2 separate regions of the Arachis hypogaea genome follow, and region 2 is linked to region 1. Evidence: chromatin contacts called from public Hi-C data. All regions are on one chromosome and are shown on one strand. Each heading gives the region's core, a stretch centred on a gene start, on an enhancer-like site or on the middle of the called end of the contact. The rest is flanking DNA. Distances are from core to core; before and after follow the strand shown.

Region 1 (3,019 bases), core at 369-2,868:
GATTTTTTCGAGGGATAGAATCGTACTATCATGGCTATCCCAAGATCCAGTTTAGGGGCTTCTTCATGGGGCTGGGATCGGGGTGTCCTAAATCATCTATTCCATGTATCATATGTACTTCAGTGTAAGAGTAGTGATTGTATTCATACTTCATAGTGTAGTGCTATCTTGAATTATTGTGATCTAAGTCTTTGTAGCATTGTATATAATATAATTTTTTTAATAGATTATGATTGTGTTTTATCTTCATATGTCATCAATTATTCTTCTTATTTGCCTTCGAATGCATGACGATAATCTTCTTGACTCTGTAACCATTTTACATTAATGTGATAGGATCACATTACATATAACCTATTGATGGTTGACTTATTAATTTAGTTAATAAACTCTAAGAGACTTTTTATGCTATTGATAGTTGACTTGATAGTTGACTTATTGGAACAATTTTATATCTTTTTCACTAACAAAACTTAGGAGACAAGGATAATAACCCTACGAATCACTTCTAAGCCAAGACTTTTTTATTCTATTGATTTAGATTTCTTCAATCACTTTTCGTTTACCTATTTTGGTCATTATTCCTTTAATCTCAATTCTCATTCTCACAAACAAAACCTCAAAGTTCATTGTGAATCTTGTTGTGTATTTTTTGGAATACAACTCGAGTTTAAACTCTTTTTCATTTTAAGAGGTTTAATGAACTTTTTTCAATTTAAATTTGATTTACGGTGCATTTGGCATATTGAAAAGGCTTTGTATTAAAGGATATCTAAGACCCCTTCGAGGACCATTTATCTTTTGAAGGCTTCTAGGAGATGTTGCATGTCAATAGTTCCATCGTAAACATCCATATCAGTAGGGTTACAAAACCTATTTGGGATCTCCATATCAGCACTAGTGAAAATTCATGTCTCTACCTCTTTTTCTTGACTAAGAAGCTCCATCGGTTATCTACTAGGAATTTGAGTAATTTTTGTAGTGACTAGGGCTTTTTCAATGTGGTTTGCTATACTCTTGGTAGATGGTTTCTTTCATAGAGGTGTTCTCCCATGATTAAAGACTCTCGTCATTGCCTTCTAAGATGATTAGGTGACAGTAGTTTTGGTGTAAAGGTTGGTTAATTATCATGTCATCACATATTTTTAATGAGAGAGGTTAGTTCTCTAAAATCATTAAGTGAAAGTCCCAATAGATAATGCCACTTATAAGATGCCAGATTTTTAAAAATTAAATAATAAATTATTTATGATTTATTATATTTAATTAAAATTATATTTTAAGAGATTTTATATAAAAATTAATTTTTTATTTATAATTTAAAGTTTAAGTAATTGAATAATATAAGAATTTTATATGTTTTAAGTTGAATAATTAAATTTTTAACTTTATCTTATAATCTTAAAGGAAATTGATTTTTATTATCTCTAATTCTTGAGTTAAAGTAATTATTTGAAAAAAATTTGTAAACTTATAAATAAATAGTATTTTCTTTTAAAGATAATTTTATTGAAAGAAAAAAAATTCTCAATTAAAAATTTATACCCTAATTATATTATTAGTTGTCCCAAAAAAAACCCTAATTTATTAAATATCCCCAAAAATCTCCAACCCTAATATTTTCTTCTCTTCAGCCGCCATACCTCCCTCCTTTCTTCCAAAGAATACACATACACACACCCAACAACAGAGAGAGAGAGAACCAGAGCCGTGGGAGAAGGGAGAAATGGAGGAAGACCGTGTTGGCGCCGTGAGTCTTGCCACCGCGGTCGACGCCGCTGCAGTGAGGAGGCGCTGCCATGGGCTGCGTAGCCATTGCCGTCGAGCTACAGAGAGAGTGCTTGCGAGAAAGAGCTCTCGCCGTTCAATGCAAAGCCGTCGCCGCCATTCGTTGAAGTTACCGTCTAACTGTTGTAGAAAAGACAGAGGATCTGCGCGAGGGAGGAAGGCCGAGAGGGAGACGACGTGATCATGGAGCTCGTCCCTGCCATTGACTGTGTCGCCGTCCGTGGAGCTGCAAGGGATTTATAGTTGTTGTTGCTGGGCCGTCGCTGAACCGCTGCCACAGTTGGGTCTGCAGTGGTGGTGGAGGTCGCTAGAGGAAGAGAGAGCTAGTGGAGAAAGAGAGCAAGTGAGATATGAGGAAAGAGAGAGATCTCGTGGGAGAGAACGCAAAGAGGAAGAACTGGAATTGCCGCTGTGCTTTGCCTTCGCTGTCGCTGCCGCTGCTGTTGGAAGCTGCGCCGCTGGTAACTACCGCTAGCTGTCTTCTTGGTAAGCGTTCGTTTCCGAAACCCCTTGAAATTAATGTTTTGTAATAATCCGTTAGGGATTTTGAGATATTGGCAACTTAGGGTCGAGTTTCGGTCATTGCATGTTGTGATTGAAGCTGCCGCTGCTGCGGGTCAGAAGGAAAAAGAGATTTTTGACGCGTTTCATAGCTTTTGGATTTCGACAATCGAGATAGGGCGATTTCCTAAACTTAATTTATTATCAAGAATTGTTTTAAGTTGATATTAATTTGAAAAATATATTTTTATGATTTCGTAAGTTTTATGAATTAAACCGAGTTTTCTTGAATAAATGTAAATGCTAGTTTGAATGGTTTATTGATTGATTGAAGATGTTTAGTTAGGTTTTGTATTTGGTTTAAAGTTATTATGATGATGATTGAATTGTGATTGTTTCTGAATATTGAGTGGGAAAGTTAGTTTGATTAAATACTTTGTAAAATAATTTTCTTGGTTCGGGATTAATTTGATATTAAAAATGAATCGGCATTTAAAATGATTTGGGATATTTGGAATGGGTTTTGTTGGTTTATTGAGAAAAGAGTATGTTTTGATCTTTATGGAGAAAAGATTTATGTTTTAAGTTCGAACTATTAATAAAAAGGATTATGCCTTGGATTTGATTTATTAAGAAAAGAAGCATGTTTTGAGTTTGATTTAACAACTACATTTTAAGGAATTATGATTCAAGGAGTTTAATAATTTTAAAGAACAAGATTGGTTGTCAT
Region 2 (3,019 bases), core at 174-2,673, 250 kb after region 1:
TGTCTTCCAGAAGATATTGTTATTCCTTCTTCGGACCAAACATTTGATGAGTCGGTTCATTTTTCTTATCCAAATATTTTAGAAAACATGTCTTCAAATGATTTTTTCAAAGCAAGAACTATACTAGTTCCGACGCTTGACATCGTTGAAAAGGTCAACAACCATCTAATGGCTATCATTCTTGGAGGGGAAAAATTATATCTTAGTTCGGATTTAATATGTATGGATAAAGGGAATATGGAGAATCAACTAGATCTCTATGGTCCTGAATTACTGAATAGCATAAATTGTTCTGGTTTTCCTTTACATAAATTAATACTCATGGTTGGTGTTCCGGCATGTTTATGAGAAATATTGACCAATCCAGTGGTGTTTGTAATGGCACAAGGTTACAAGTTAGGAAGCTTGGAAATCATGTCATAGAATGTGAAGTCTTAACGGGTAATAACATTGGTCATATTGATTTGATTCCAAGAATGAATATGGTACCAACAAATGAAACTGTCCCAATTAGATTTCAACGAAGACAATTCCCCATAAATAGTATCGTTTGCTATGACAATTAATAAGTCTTAGGGATAAACTTTATCTGATGTTGGATTGTACTTGTCCAAACCAATTTTTACACATGACCAACTATATGTAGCACTTTCAAGAGTTAAGAGTAAGAGATATTTAAAAGTTTTACTTATGAATCACATAGAAATGTAGCAAATTCAACCATCAATATTGTTTATAAAAAATTCTTTAAAAAAATAGATTATAATGTAAATATTTTAATTTTATTTTAAATTATGTATTGAGAAAAATATATAATTATTTCACTTAAAAAAAATATAAAATGATAATTACTCAATATTTTTAAGTTAAACTTTAATTTTGATAATAATTTTATAAATTTTTTAAAATAGTAATTGTTTTGTGTATTTTTTTAAAATATTGAAAAATATATTTTTTATTTTTATAAATTTTTTCGTATTGGGTACGGTTCATACATTAGTTTTTTATAATAATAAATGTTAGCTAATTTTGTAGTATAAACAATATTTTTGTACATAATATATTGTCATATATATTGCACCAACTTTCATATAAATTGTTATTTTTTCATTAAAAAATTTAGTGCTAAATAAAATAAAATTATAACCGTTAAAAATTCAGACAAAATTACGCTACGATCTCAATACAATCTTTGAAAACCATTTTTGTCATAAACCCAATCTTTAGAGGAATTAAAATGAAGTTTATATAAAAGCTTTTTAAGGAAAAGAAAAATTGAAAAAAATAAAAAATTCAGAGATAAAGGGACAATAGACTGAGCGCCGAGAGGATAGAGAAGATATCTTCCCAATCCGAGCTGGCAACGTGTGATGGACCCACATTTTCAAGATACTATGAGAACCCCAAACAGCTGTGTGGACGTAGCTGCTGCCAAATAGAAACCAATGTGGAAACGCACTGCCACGTGGCGCACCGAGGGAGGCAAACTGAGATCGCGCGAAACACCAACCTCTTATCAACAAAACAAAATCCTAGCTCAAAGTTGAATCTCGGTCATTAATGTTTCCTTTCGTTTTCTCCTTCTCTTTCTTTCTCTCTCTTTCTGTTTTCTAAACCTTGCACCGCCATGAACGCCATAGCAACTGCTTCAGCTCTCACTCTGCCAATCTTCTGTAGAACAGCCAAACTTGACAGCAAAAAGGTATGCTTTATTTTATTTTATTTTTTGTAATTTGATTTTGAATTTGAATTTTTTCTTTTGTTTTGCTACTGGCTTTGTACTTTTTTGGTGCTTGTTCTTGAAAATGAAACTAGTCTTTAAAATCTTAAACGAGGTGAAGTTAATTTTAGAAGGTTGCATACTAGACAAGTAGAGGGAAACTTGTTGGGGGAGACTAAACTACACAAAGATTCATGTTAGTTTTTTGTTTTATTTTAATTTTTGGCATGCGATATTGGCGAGAGGTATGTGTGGTATATGCATTATTTCAATCTTTATTGCTGTTATGTAAAAAGGAAATTTCAAAAAAAAAAAATTAGCATGCTGTACTTGTCGTTTTCCCTGTATTTGCCATTGATTACAATTTTCTGATAGCTTTGGCGAAGAATTTGTTGAGGAATCCAGAAATAGAAAGATTTCAAGTACTTTTACTATTTTCAATGCAATTTTTTTTCTTATGGTTCCTTAATCAGTGCCATTATGGGCACTAAAAAGATAACAAATAAAAAATAAATGTTATACCTCTGTAGAAGCTCATTTTGCTGCTGTGTATGAGCTATAGAAAGTTTCTTCTCTGTAAATGCTACAATTTACGGCCTCTTATTTGTAGCTGAGGGAATAATAAGTAGCTTAAATTTCAGTTGGTATATAAAATTTTCAGGGTTTGAAAGGTAAATTCAGCGTGCTTGCTGTATTCGGAGAAGTAGAAAAGAAGAATGCATGGAGTGCAATCTTTGACGTGGAGGATCCGAGATCAAAAGTCCCACATTATAAAGGAAAGTTTTTGGATGTATATCAAGCCTTAGAAGTGGCAAGATATGATCTTCAGTACTGTGATTGGCGAGCTCGGCAAGATGTGCTTACCATCATGCTCCTCCATGAAAAGGTTCCAGTAGTTCACTTATATTATTCTATATACTTTAGAACTAGATTAAATCCCCTATTCATCCTCACCAAAAACATGAGGGACAAAGTAGTCTTTTAGGAGTTGAAACCGTCGTCCGTGAGAGACAAGTTTGTTACCTTTTTCCAGATAGTGAGAGACAAATTCGTCGTTTGAAATTTGTCATTTGAAATCACAAGCTATGGTTTTGTCTTTCTTGTTTTTTGCCAAGGAAGAAATTAAAAGTCTACAGTTTTATTGAAATTTGATGCTTGAAAGGATTATGGCATTTTTTATGTAAATATTGTGAGATTTTGGATAAACCTTGCCATTGGCATGCTGACAATGTCTCCATAAAATATTGGTGTAGGTAGTGGAAGTTCTTAATCCTCTAGCACGCGAATACAAATCAATTG

Evidence for each region. A called contact is a pair of places that touch in the nucleus more often than the background predicts.
Region 2: a Hi-C map of an unstated tissue shows a contact between it and region 1, with 3 times the contacts expected there. The contact joins the promoter of LOC112703150 here to the promoter of LOC112703149 in region 1. A contact is called at or near these places in 2 of 8 Hi-C or Micro-C datasets (leaf and an unstated tissue).

What each region holds. Positions count from the first base shown.
Region 1 is chr7:56,262,424-56,265,442 of arahy.Tifrunner.gnm2.J5K5, forward strand. LOC112703149 reads left to right here and starts at 1,619. Exons shown (of 4, transcript XM_025754478.3): 1 at 1,619-2,274. The coding sequence starts at 2,139.
Region 2 is chr7:56,513,936-56,516,954 of arahy.Tifrunner.gnm2.J5K5, forward strand. LOC112703150 (chlorophyllide a oxygenase, chloroplastic) reads left to right here and starts at 1,424. Exons shown (of 9, transcript XM_025754479.3): 1 at 1,424-1,702; 2 at 2,382-2,606; 3 at 2,974-3,019. The coding sequence starts at 1,628. LOC140174371 reads left to right here. Exons shown (of 1, transcript XM_072198816.1): 1 at 1-348. The coding sequence ends at 348.